Regions from separate parts of the Oryctolagus cuniculus genome. Here region 2 is linked to region 1. The links are chromatin contacts, called in public Micro-C maps. All regions are on one chromosome and are shown on one strand. Each heading gives the region's core, a stretch centred on a gene start, on an enhancer-like site or on the middle of the called end of the contact. The rest is flanking DNA. Distances are from core to core; before and after follow the strand shown.

Evidence for each region. A called contact is a pair of places that touch in the nucleus more often than the background predicts.
Region 2: a Micro-C map of ear pinna shows a contact between it and region 1, with 6 times the contacts expected there. The contact joins the enhancer-like site here to the promoter of LOC127491831 in region 1. A contact is called at or near these places in 4 of 6 Hi-C or Micro-C datasets (ear pinna, psoas muscle, skin fibroblasts and 1 more).

What each region holds. Positions count from the first base shown.
Region 1 is chr3:7,649,802-7,653,022 of mOryCun1.1, forward strand. LOC127491831 reads left to right here and starts at 1,462. Exons shown (of 4, transcript XM_070071569.1): 1 at 1,462-1,523; 2 at 2,587-2,657. The coding sequence starts at 1,462.
Region 2 is chr3:7,699,563-7,702,960 of mOryCun1.1, forward strand. No RefSeq gene overlaps it. Among named protein-coding and RNA genes, the nearest start is that of TEX44, 14 kb to the right of the region's middle. Within about 2 kb of position 1,804, at least 7 of the 8 cell types and tissues checked have an H3K27ac peak or open chromatin away from gene starts, as enhancers often do. A contact at or near this core is called in ear pinna, where this site is marked.

The DNA.
Region 1 (3,221 bases), core at 212-2,711:
ATGCTAAAGAGTTCAACAGTTTGCATGAAAATGCAAAACAAAACAAAACAAAAAAACCGTTCCTCAACAGTCAAGACAAGGGTCATTCAAAGTCATTGCATCTTGAAGTTAATTTCACTTTTTTTAGAAACTTAATTAACTTTGAAGTATCCAAGAATGATACTTTTTGCTTTTTTTCTTTTTTAAAGATTTATTTATTTATTTAAAAGGCAGAGTTACAGAGAGAGAGAGACAGAGAGAGAGAGACAGGTCTTCCATCCCCTGGTTCACTTCCCAAATGGCTGCAACATCTGGAGCTGGGCTGATCCAGGACTCCCACATGGGTGCAGGGAACCAAGGACTTGGCCATCCTGCACTGCTTCCCCAGGGCACAGCAGAGAGCTGGATCGGAAGTGGGGCAGGTGGGACTCCAACTGGCTCCTCTTAATCTTTAACAACAAACAAGCCTGACGTGGGATAAAAAGCTGACACTGATACAAGGCTTGGTCCCATTTCACAGATGAGAAATCTGTGACTCCCGTTGAGTGACAGAGCTCACGCAGTGTCGGGCCTGGAGGAGCCTCGGCCGCCTGCCTGGACCTCACTGTGGGTCCCCAGGAGACACTGGGCCGGGGAGAGCTGCTAGGCACTGCAGGGTGGGCCGGAGGAGGTGGAGGAAGGCACCTGCCACTCCCAGGGGCGTCTCAGAGGAGGCACCCACAAAACAGACCCGGCAAGAGGCTGGGGCTCATTAGGCAAATGTACCCAAAGGCAGTGAGTGGGCGAGGAGGCCGGGGTGCCAAGGTGGGGCCGGCGCGGGACCACTGCCAGATCCAGGTGCCAGGGGGCCCCGCCCACGGTCCAGTTCGGCCTCCCCAAGGGATTTTCCGGGGCTTTCTTTGACCAGCCCTCCAGAGCCCCTGGGGCGCCCACGAGCAGGCCCCAGCCTGGCGGCCAAGAGGGAGTCCTCGCGGGTGGGGCCCGGCCCTGCACCCACCAGGTCCCCGCTCAGCCCAGCCCGGAAGCCAGGGGGCTGGGGCAGGCCGGGGCAGGGTGGGGGGCGCAGAGCGCATTGGAACAAAGGACGCCGGTCCGCGGCCACGGGGCTCGGGGGCGTCGGCCGGGCGGGGATTGGTCGCGGCCCGCGCGGGGCCTCTAGCGCCCGCCCCGAAACCCGAGCCCCCAAGTCGCTGACCCTTCCGGGGCCTCGCCCAGCCCCCCGCGACTCGGACCCTGCTCGTCCCTCGTGCCGCCGCATGGTGAGGCCCGACGGGCACGGAGTGGAAACAGGCCCGGGCTGGTGGCCGCCTGGAGTCAGGGGACACTCGGGGAGGACGGGCTGGGGGCCAGCCGAGTTCGCGGAGGAGGCCGCGGGCGACAGGACGGCTCGGGGAGGGGCGGCTGGACGGCCGGAGCCCGGGGCTGCCGGACGGGGTCGCGCAGGGCACGGGGCACGAGCCCAGGCTCGCCGGGCGGCTGTCGATGGCCACGGGGCTGCGCGAGCCGCCCTCCCGACTCCCGCCGCCGTGGTCGCCGCCCGGGAGGTGAGGGAGGGGTGGGGCTGGGCCGGGCCGCCAATCACAGGCTCAGCTGCACTTTGAATCGGCGCTGGCGGGCGCGGGCCGCGGGCCGTCAGGTGTGCCGGCTCCCTCTTTGTCCCCGCTCGCCTGCCCGGGCCCGTCCCTCTCCACCCCCACCCTCCCGCAGGCTCCAGGCCTCGCCGGGCTGGTTCCTCTGCTCTCCTGGAGCCCCCAGAGGGGCCTGGCCCTACCAGAGCCGGCACCTCGGACCCCACGCCCTGGGCGCAGCCCCAGCCCGAGCCTTGCGCGGGAATCAGAGCCGGCAAGGGACAGCTACCGCCACCCCCCGGACGGCGTGGTGCAGGCAGTGGGTGGGAGACAGGAGCCCGCGGTTTGCGGCAAAAATCCTGGAAGAGTCCTGGTGCGGACGGCGACCTCGTGAGCTCGGGCCAGCTCCCGGGGCAGTGAGCGGAGGTCGAACGGGCCTGCCTCCCAGGTGGCCTGAGGATTAAGTGCGATCCTGCAGAGAGGGCTTTGTGAGGATAAAGCCTCAGCGAGCACACGCGTGTGTGCACGCGTGTGGGAGGGGCACACGCGTGCGTGTGCACGCGTGTGTGTGCATGCTTCCTGTGACATTAGCACTCTGCCCTGTGCTGAGGACTGGCAGCTGCCAACAGCGGGTCCGTCTCATCCTGCTGGGATGAAAGACTGGTTCAGTGCCCACCCCCCTGGAGCCCTGAGCCCCACAGGCCCGGGACAGAAGGCAGCCGGAATTGGGCGTTCCTGGCCCTCACAGTAACTGCAGGAAAGACAGGCGGCAGGTCCTGGTGCCGCTCTCCCTCGTTTGCAGCCCCACAGGCCTGGACCTCCCAGGCTTCTCCACCTGGGTGTCCTGGGTGCCGCCAGCTCTCCCCCTCCACATCCTGGCTTCTGCCTCTTCCTCCCCCGGCTCCGCCCCTCCAGGTTGCCTCTTGGGCCTCTCTCAGATGGTGCGGGGCTCCGGCCCTCCACTGCTACCCCGCCAGCTGGCTGGCCCACTCTGCAGCCAGCGTGAGATGCGCACTCGATCGTGTCTCTCCTGTTAAAGTTCTCTAGTGCCTCCTGGCCCCAGTGTCCCCAGAACCCCCGACTGGGTCTACCAGGAGGCCTGGGAGCTGGGTGAGCCCACACTCGGGAACCAGGGTGGCCTCTTACTCCGTAGGCCTCCTGTGCCTCAGTTCCCCTCTGTCACGACTGGGCAGTGTTCCGAGTGCTGCACACGATTGCACACCGACCCTACGACACCCCCGTGAAGTGCTAACCACCACCAGGTCTGCCTTACTGCCTGCATAATAAAGTAGAAAGATCCCCCAGCCCAAGCCAGCCTGGAGGAAACGCCTTAGTGCCCGTCAGAAATCCAGAACAGCTTGAGACAGCGGCTATTCCGTGCGTTCTAGCTGTATTTCTGATTCAGTCCCTCTTGCTAACACCTGCCCACTAAACTATAGGCACAAGTCTCTTCCCTTGCCCTCCACCTCCCCTTCCCCCATTTTCTTCCCTGAGTCCTAGCACTTGACACAAAATGAGTTCTTAATGCATATTTAGGAATGAATGAGTGAGAATTTTGGAAGGAGGCTGGGCTGATGGATTAGTCAATGCTCATGCGCCCCCTGGTGGTCAATAAAGGCATTCCAGGCCCTGGCCCAACCTTGGCCAGCGGAGGAGAGAAGACAGCCTGAGGGT
Region 2 (3,398 bases), core at 554-3,053, 50 kb after region 1:
CAGCAGGGGGCTGGTCCGCAGCACAGCAGCAGGGACTCCTGGGAACCAGATGGCAACGCCAGCCCCCCCACATTTTTTTCCTAGAATACACATTTCCCACGACTTTTTCTTTTTTATTTATTTATTTATTTATTTATTTATTTATTTATTTATGTATTTATTGACAGGCAGAGTGGACAGTGAGAGAGAGAGACAGAGAGAAAGGTCTTCCTTTTTTTTGCCGTTGGTTCACCCTCCAATGGCCGCCGCGGCTGGCGCACCGCGCTGCTCCAATGGCAGGAGCCAGGTGCCTCTCCTGGTCTCCCATGGGTGCAGGGCCCAAGCACATTTCCCACTACTTTTCCAGGTCGCCTCTACACCTGGATTCCACACCTCGTTCTGTCTGCCCTGCTGCCCCAGAGGCCGAGCCTGGCCAGAGACGGCCTGCACAGAGCACCCATCTCCCACTGACCGCCTGTGTGCACTGCTGGGTATACCAGGGACTTGCAGGCCGCGGGACAGGCCTGGATTGCTCACAGCTCCCTCACCCCTGGTTCTTAGGTGGGGCTGAGGAGGCCCTGCTGGTCTGACAGGTGCGACCAATACCGGGTGGCAGCAGGGAGTGGGGAGTTGTGTACCTGGAGGGCCGGTCCCCATGGTGACCGTTCTGAGGCAGGACACAGGTGCCTCAGGTGAAGTTCCCCTGGCGGGAGGGGCTGGGCCTGGCTTCTGGAATCCCCCACCAGTTCCACGAGGGCCTGAGACAGTGCCCTGGGAGGGAACCCGGGCGCGTGGGACCCAGGATTTCTCACCCTGGGATGGTTCGGGGGCTGGGAGGAAGGGGCTTTCCAGAGCTGCCTGGCGGCCTTCACGGCTCCGAAACGAGATCTTCCACTGGGAGGGGGAGGGGCTGGCCCCGCAGGCCGGGAGCGGTCACTCAGGGGGCCCAGGGGGGGGGGGGCGCCCTGCCCGCCCCGCACAGCCGGAAGGTCCGGGAGTCCTCGCCCCGGAGTGCCGCCCCCTGCCGGCTGCGAGAAGGGGATTCCACAGCCCCAGACCTGGCCACCCCTTACCCAAGCCCCCTTCCCTCCGCCCGGACGCTCCCCCCAGCCCGCGGGCCCGCCCTGCCCCTGGACGCGGGCCGGCGGGTCTTACTTTTCCCGCCAACATGGCCGGGCAAAGCCGAGAGGCGCCCGGGCGCGCAGACACAGCCCGCACTCGCCGCCTCGCGGCACTTGGGGACCCCCGGGCCCTGCGCCTGCCCTCGCTCTCGAATCCCATGCCCCCGGCCCCTCTTGGGCCCACCTCCCCTTCCTCCCGGACAGCGGGGCGCTCCGCGGCTTCCAGCCCGCGAGTGTGCGCGTCTTCCCGTGGGGGTGGAGCTACCCGCTCGCGGGGGACCCGCCGCGACCTCCCGATCCCTGAGGGGCAACGCGAGGCCCTCCAGGATCCCCGAGGCAGGGGGGGTCCCCGCCTGCCGACGTCCAGGCCTGCAGGGCTCGGGGCCCCGGCTGCGCCTTTCAGAGGCGCCGCGGCGCGCGCGTCCGCGGCACGGCGGCCACTTCTGCGCAGCAAAGTGGGGTTAAAGCCGCAGGCCTGGAGGCCGCGTAGGGGGAGGGATCGGCTCCCCGAAAAGGGGCTCGGGGGGCCTGCCGGGGAGGGGGGAGGCGGCTCCTCTATGCTCCAATTGAGCCCTGGAAAAACCCCGGCGCGCAGGGGAGAGGCGGGCAGGGGCCAGGGACGGCGGGAACAAAGGCGGCCCGCGGCCGGATGCAGTCATGGAAAAACCCATCGAGGCGGGGGCGGGGGCGGGGGCGGGCGGCCGGTACCACCCCAGCCGGCCGGCCCAGGCGCGGCTGCTTTCGGCCCCCGCCCCGGAGCGCGCCTCTGGAAGCCGGGGGGAGGGAGGCCCCGGCACAACGCACAACAAAATGCCGGGTTGGGGGGCTGCCGGGGCCCGGGGCCAGCGGCCAGAAGCCCCCCGCCCCACCCACGCCGCAGATGCTGGGCACGGCAGAAGGCGGGCCGCGACCCGCGGGGCGCACGGCCACCCGGCCCGCGGACGCTGCGGCTCGGCCAGGCGCCGCCGGCACGCACGGGGCTGCCCGAGCGCGCGCGGAGGCGAGAGGCGAGGCGGGGCGCGCGCGCTCGGGCACACGGCGGGGCGCCGACGCGCACGTGCGCCCAGACACGCGAGCTGCCCACCGCCCCGCGCCAGGGGAGGGGGCCGATCGCAGGCTCGCTGGGGCGGGTGCCCGGGGCCTAGGCCCGCCCCCCACTTTCTGCAGGTGCGGGGCCTGGGCCCGGCTCCCGCCCGAGGGCTAGAGTTTCCCTCCCGAGCTAGCCCGGTCTTGTGAGCCTGGGGAGGCGGCGCCACGGGGTTTCTGTAGAAAAGGAAAGTGTTGCACCCGACGGCTCCTGAGGCCTTTTGCAGTTCTGACTTGATGGAGCGGGAGGCGGGACTGGGCCCAGCGGCCATACAAGGAGTTGGTGGGAGCTGGGAGAAGCCTGGGCGTCAGGTTAGGCCCACATCCCATTGTTTGTTCTGCTCCCTGCCTGGGGGCGCCAGGGGGTGCAGCCTGACCCCACGGGGCTGTAAGGGCCCAGGGCAGCTTCTGGGAGCACAAGAGGCCCAGGCGCTCCCGAGGACGGAGGCTGCCAGCCTGGGTATGAGGAGCAGGGAAGGGGCGGCTGGTAGGGGTGTCCCTGGGGGCCAGGGCTTAGAAAGCGTCCAGTACAGGAACGGAGGAGGCCTGGAATCGAATGAGCCGGTCCTGGCCCTACCTGGCCTGCCGCTCTCAGCCAAGGACTTTGGGCCTCAGCTTCCCCGTCTGTGAAATGGGAACAAAACGCCTTCCGCAGGGCTGCTTTGGGAATTGAAAATGAGTTTCTAAGTCCCCCTTCCAGTCGGCTTTTCTGCCCAGTGGGGTGGGGACCAACTCTCACCAGCATGCAGCATCCCCCCCCCCCACCCCGCCCGCGTTTCCTGCTTCTCAAAGCCCCCTGGTGCTGGCTTGCCAGGGCCCCCTCCAGGCCGGGTTTCTTGTGGGCAGGTGGGGTCCGGTGGGAGGAAGGCTGGGGGAGCAGCGCCCTCTGGTGGCCGGTTCCGGGATGGCCTGTGGTGTACCTGCAGACTAGCCCTAGGCTGACCTGGCAAGTTAGGGCCTCGCTGGGGAGGCGGGCCCTTCTGACTCCCTCTCGCGCTTGCAGCGAGCGAGCAGAGGGAATGGTGGAGCGCCACAGCGGCGCCCAGCCTCAGCCGGGGACTTGCTTGTCCCGTGTGTGCCGCTTCTGGGTGCTGGCCGTGCCAGAGCTTGGTTCTGGGCATGCCCCCTGCACCCAGGGCTGGGTTGGATTCTGCCTTGCCATCCAGTAGCGTAACCATGGCGACATTCAAAACATTGACTAAGCAGGCCGGA